2 separate regions of the Sus scrofa genome follow, and region 1 is linked to region 2. Evidence: chromatin contacts called from public HiChIP or PLAC-seq data. All regions are on one chromosome and are shown on one strand. The core of a region is the stretch at or near the end of the contact, and the rest is flanking DNA. Distances in the headings are between cores, read along the strand shown. Region 1 has its middle 59 kb from the start of HS6ST1. Region 2 has its middle 130 kb from the start of HS6ST1.

Region 1 (2,700 bases), core at 126-2,625, 190 kb before region 2:
CTAAATATCTTTGTTTTCTTTTTTCCAGTTGTTGCTTGATTTTCATTTTCTTCAGTGTCTTTTAAAGACCAGAACATCTTAATTTTATTGTAACAAGTTTAAAAGCGCATTTTTTTTTTGTTTATGTTCTTTTTTGCCTTAAGAAATCTTTCCCTGCCCCAAGGCCACCTCCTAGGAGTTTTCACTGCCCCCCTCGCCCCTCTTACAAAGTCTTTGAGAGGTCAGACAACTCGCTTTGCTGAGCAGATGAAAGGAGGCGGGCGGTGGCGAGTGGAAGTACTCCTCAGTCACTCGCTGGTGGGTCAGGGTGCTGCTCATTGGAAGGTGCAACCACGGAGACGGCAGGTGGCGCCAGCACCCCGCTCTCCTGCACCTCCTGCCCTCTCATGGGAGCTTCTTGCAGCTGCTTCTACCCTCCCCTTTTCCTATCTGTAAAACCCGCCAGCCCTCAGGATTTTAAGATTAAAGATGAGCTGGAGCTGGAGGGGGTCTGCTTCCTTCAGAGCAAATGGTTCTCTGTAGTCCCCACCTCTCCCTATTGCCTTTTGTTCAGCTCTGCCCTCTCATTCACCTAACTCGTCCAGGCCCCTGGAGTTTGCATTCTTCCTTTTCAGACTTTAGCCCTCCTAGATGGAGAGGAATGCTTTGTGAGTAAACCACTGCTTTAAAACGTTTATCCTGGTGATATCTACGCAATTTAGAAAGTCTAAAAGATACAGAAACACAAGAAAATAGCCTATATTCTCACTTCAAAACTAAATACTTTGAACACGGCTTGTGTATTTTTTGTCTTCTTTCTGAATTCTTTTAAACGCCTTTGCAGAGCATCTTCTTTGTCCTCAGCTGTGTTCGAGGCTGGGGCCCCAGCCCGGGGATGGCTCCTAGGACTGCAGATCGCAGAGACAGACCCAGGGCCGGTGCAGGCTTGCAGCAGCCGCACCATGGACCACACCTGGCTCACTGCCAGAGCGCCTCCGTCTAGCGTTCTGTGTCACGTGGCCCAGGGGCTGCCTGCGGTTCCCGCGGTCTGTCAGGGTCCGCCCCCGGAGGTGGCCTAAGAAAGTCGTGCGGCTGGAGCGCGTCCCGCCACTGGTCCCCTTTTGGCCCTAAGGCGGCATCTTTCTACCTCATCCCAGGCCCCTGGGAACAAGCTGCGCACAGGTGGGGTCTCGGGAGCAGGGACCCCGGCGCCTGTGCTCTATGCTAGCGACGACCCCTGAAGCAGGCTCCTACCTGGTTAGACAACGTCCCAGCCCAGGACCCTCCTGTTCTTCCATACTTTACCTGATTCTTGCTGGCCCAGGCGGAGGGGCAGGGGGCCAGGAGTCCGGAGCCCGGGGGAGGGAGAAGCGCTAGCTGCGCATGCTCAGTTCTGGGGAAGGCGCGCCCTCTGCTGGACACGCTGGGAGATGCTGTCTTCACATCAGACGACACTGCAGCCCTTTAAGCCATGACCCTGTCTTCGTAAAGCTGAGTTTCAGTGCCATGTGGAAGTCACCCTGGGGCAGGCTACATACAATCTGATTGCGAGGATTGAGAAGCTGTGCAGCGCCCCCAAAGTCCACATACCCCATTAATAACTAATGGTTGCAGTTATGTAAAAATGAAATAAAAAGTCTCTTAAAATTCATGTACATGACTTTCAAACAGCTACTAAGTTCTTACCATATACTTACTTGTTAAGGTTTGGACCGGTCTACTCAATAAATGGACACTTTAGGTATTTCTGAGACGCTAAGGGCTCTCCGGATCTGAGAGAGACACGTGGTTTAGATGATTCTGCCTCTGATAATACCCTCAGGCAGGGTGGCCACAGGTGTGTGTGGTTTGCCAGCTCCCTCTGGGGAAACAGGAAACTAGAGGGGCTGGATATGTGGAGAGGGAGGGACAGGTGTGAAAATGACAACACTTATGACTCAAACCCAGCCAGAACCCCAGACCAGGACTTGAACTCACATGCAGAGATTCTTACCCAGCCAGAATCCAGATTGGAACTTGAACCTATGGTTTTTAATTTAGAATCACTTACCCAGTGTCTGCACTTACTGAGGTTTGGCTTCCTTGTGCCTCAGTGCAGAAGGAATTCAGTGAGAGACAAAGTGATAGGCAAGAAATAGATTGATTTATTAAGATAGGATGCTTGTGAGAGGCGCAAGTGGACAGGCAAGGAGGCTCTGCCCTGGGGAGTAGCTGGGTGACAGTTTTATAACCCAAGGGAAGTGGGGGTGGCAAAAGACTGCCTCTTCTTCTTTCTTTGAGCAGTAGCTCCTCTTTGGTATCTGGTAAGAGGGTATTTGACCCTAAAAGGTCAAACTAGGACTGTCATGGTGCTTATTCAAATCAGCGGAAGAGCGGTCCTTAAACTCCTGCACTTGGTCATAAAGGGTAATGACCTGAAAGGCATATCTCCTGCTTTTATTTGTGGTAAGCCTACTTCGATCCGATGGCTTTCTTAAGTGATTATTAACTCACAGTGATCTCCCAAAGTTCCCTAGGTTTCCCTCTCTATCTATGGTACCTTTTGGGACTTCTACAAACTACCGGAGTAACTATCCTACTCCATCCCTATTAGGGTTGGAGGTCCAAGCTCCTCTTGTCCTCTGGACCACTAATAGGCAGCGTTTCTTCTCTGAGGCAAAACTCTACAGGGGAATTTGGCTGTGATTTTTTTTTTATCTACACCCAGCAGTGTTGATCAGC
Region 2 (2,700 bases), core at 79-2,578:
TGGCGTTGGATCAGCACTGCTCCCTCCCACCCTCATGTCTGTCACCTCCCCTCCCTGATGCTTGCCAGCATCTGGCCAGGCCTGTGACCTGGTGGACATCTTCTTAGGAATTCCTGGAGGTGATTCCACTTCACATGTTCTATATAACTGTCCTCGAGGGGGCCACAGCTTAGTGCTATGGTGACATTGTGTGTATGAGAGTCTCTGAGTGTGAGTGTGTGTGAGTGGTGTGTGCGTGGATGTGTGAGGGTAACTGTGAGTCTGTGAGAGTGTGTGAATGTGAGTGTGCAGATGTGTATGAGTATGTGTGACTGTGAGTGTGTAAATGAGGGAGAGCACATGAGGGTATGAGTAGGTGTGAATGTGAATATGAGTGTGTGGGCAGGTGTCACTGTGTGTGTGTCTTTGAGAGCATGTGTGGGGGCAGGTGTGAGTGTGGGTGAGTGTGTAAATGAGGGGGAGCACATGTATGAGCAGGTGTGTGCATGAAAGTGTGTATGAGCAGATATGAGTAAGAGAGTGTGAATATAAGAATGTGTGGGCAAGTGTGAATATAGGTGAGCATGTGTGAGAGTGTGCATGTGGACAGTTGTGAATGTGGGTGAGTGTGTGAGAGTGTTCATGTGTGAGTGTGGGTGAGAGTGTGCATGTGAACAGGTGTGAGTGTGGTGAGTGTTATATAAGGCAGCGTGTAGGCAGGTGCGAGTGGTTGTGTGTGCATGTTTGCAGGTATGAGTGCATGTGAGCAGGTTAAGTGTGGGTGAGTGTGCATGTAAGAGTGTGGGTGAATGTATGTGTGAGTGTGCATGTGAGCAGGTGTGAGTGTGGGTGAGTACCTGAGAGTGTGCATGTTTGCAGGCGTGAGTGTGTGAGTGTGCATGTGAGCAGGTATAAGTGTGGGTGAATGTGTGTATGAGTGCACATGTGAGCAGGTGTGAGTGTGGTGTTATATGAGGCAGCATATGGGCAGGCGTGAGTGTGGGTGTGTGCGTGTGAGCAGGTGTGAGTGTGGGTGAGAATGTCCATGTGAACAGGGGTGAGTGTGTGAGAGTGTGCATGTGAGTGTGGGTGAGTGTATGCATGTGAGCAAGTGTGAGTGCGTGTGAGTGTCCATGTGAACAGGTGTGAGTGTGGGTGAGTCTGGGGCTGCTCTGCCAGCTGGACGCCTTTGCTCTTGACGTCCCCCTGTTGCTGACTGGAACCTAACATGCCAGCCGCTGGTTCCCTTGGCTCCTCTCCAAGTTGCTCTCTCCACCTCTGGTGTTGGACTTGGACGTGGCTCCCAGCCTCTCTTCTTGGATTCCTTGCTGCACTGCCAGCTGGGCACTCTGCAGAAACCCTGGGCATGTCACTCAGAGCAGAAGGATCACCCTGCCCCACTTTCTGATCCACCAGGTAGTGAGAGATAATAAAATGGGCTGTATTAAGCCACTAAATCTTGGGATGGTTTGTAAAACAGCAATAGATAAGCAGAATAATCAATGCCTTAATATTTCCCAAATGGTAATGTGTCATACTGGGTAAAATGTTTCTTTCATGTTGCTTCAGACTAGGAAGAACTATGTCAGCAAACTATGACTATTAAAAAAAAAAAAAAAAAAAGCAGCAGCCCAAATCCCAGTGAGACCCAGGCAAGCTCATTCATTTGGATTCACTTCTAATGATGATGACTTATTTTCCCCTGTTAGCGGCATCACTGGTAACTAAAGTTAGCCTTGGCTCCAAAATCGATGTGTTATTTTAGAGCCCAGAGCAGGCAGTGAGCTGTCAGATGATTGACGACAGGGTTGCTGGCACTCTGGCTGGCTCTGGGCCACCCTCCTTCCTACTGTTGCCGCCTGGGTGGCAGCGGGGAGAAGTGGCTGGTGGCCCTGGTGGCCTGCAGCCTGTGTAGAGGCACCCAAAGCCTCTGGTGGACTTCCTGCCACCTCCAGGCCCACTTTCTTGGTGCAGGGAGGCAGCACAAGCCCACCAAGTCTTGATATTATGGGATGGACTGCGTCCCTCTATTTGTATGCTGGGGTCCTAGCCCCTGGTACCTCAGCATGTGAGCTTATGGGGACGTAAGGTCCTTATGGAGGCAACTAGGTTAGAATGAGGTAAGTGGGCTCTGACCCAATAGGACTGGAGTCATTGTAAGAAGAGGAGATGGGGGTGGTGGGGTGGGGGAGGGAAGGACTGGGGATTTGGGGTTAGCAGATGCAAGCAATTATATATAGCAAGGACAAACAGCAGGGCTCTACTATAGCACAGGGAATTCTACTCAGTATCCCAAGATAGGAGTTCCTGTTGTCACTCAGTGGGTTATGAACCCAACTAGTATCCATGAGGATGTGTTCAATCCCTGGCCTCGCTCAGTGGGTTAAGGATATGGAGTTGCTGTGAGCTGTGGTGTAGGCCACAGAGGGGTCTTGAATTCCGTATTACTGTGGCTGTGGTGTAGGCTGGCAGCTGCAGCTCTAATTTGACCCCTAGCCTGGGAACTTTCATATGCCTAAAAAGACCAAAAAAAAAAAAAAAAAAAAAAAAAAACCAAACCAAAAAAAAAAAAAACCAAAAAAACAAAACAAAAAAGAAGAAGAAGCAGAAGCAGTAGCAGTTCCATCATGGCTCAGCAGTAAGGAGCCTGACTAGTATCCATGAGGATGTAGGTTTGATCCCTGGGTTCAATCCCTGTCCTTGCTCAGGGGGTTAAAGTAT

Evidence for each region. HiChIP or PLAC-seq counts read pairs in DNA pulled down with a chosen protein or histone mark.
Region 1: an H3K27ac HiChIP or PLAC-seq map of skeletal muscle shows a contact between it and region 2, with 5 times the contacts expected there. The contact joins two enhancer-like sites. A contact is called at or near these places in 9 of 47 Hi-C or Micro-C datasets (alveolar macrophages, embryonic fibroblasts, epiblast stem cells and 4 more) and 2 of 2 datasets of contacts at active chromatin or transcription factors (alveolar macrophages and skeletal muscle).

Annotation. Positions count from the first base shown.
Region 1 is chr15:59,124,521-59,127,220 of Sscrofa11.1, reverse strand. No RefSeq gene overlaps it. Among named protein-coding and RNA genes, the nearest start is that of HS6ST1, 59 kb to the right of the region's middle. Within about 2 kb of position 1,375, at least 52 of the 83 cell types and tissues checked have an H3K27ac peak or open chromatin away from gene starts, as enhancers often do. A contact at or near this core is called in skeletal muscle, where this site is marked.
Region 2 is chr15:58,936,744-58,939,443 of Sscrofa11.1, reverse strand. No RefSeq gene overlaps it. Among named protein-coding and RNA genes, the nearest start is that of HS6ST1, 130 kb to the left of the region's middle. Within about 2 kb of position 1,328, at least 5 of the 83 cell types and tissues checked have an H3K27ac peak or open chromatin away from gene starts, as enhancers often do. A contact at or near this core is called in skeletal muscle, where this site is marked.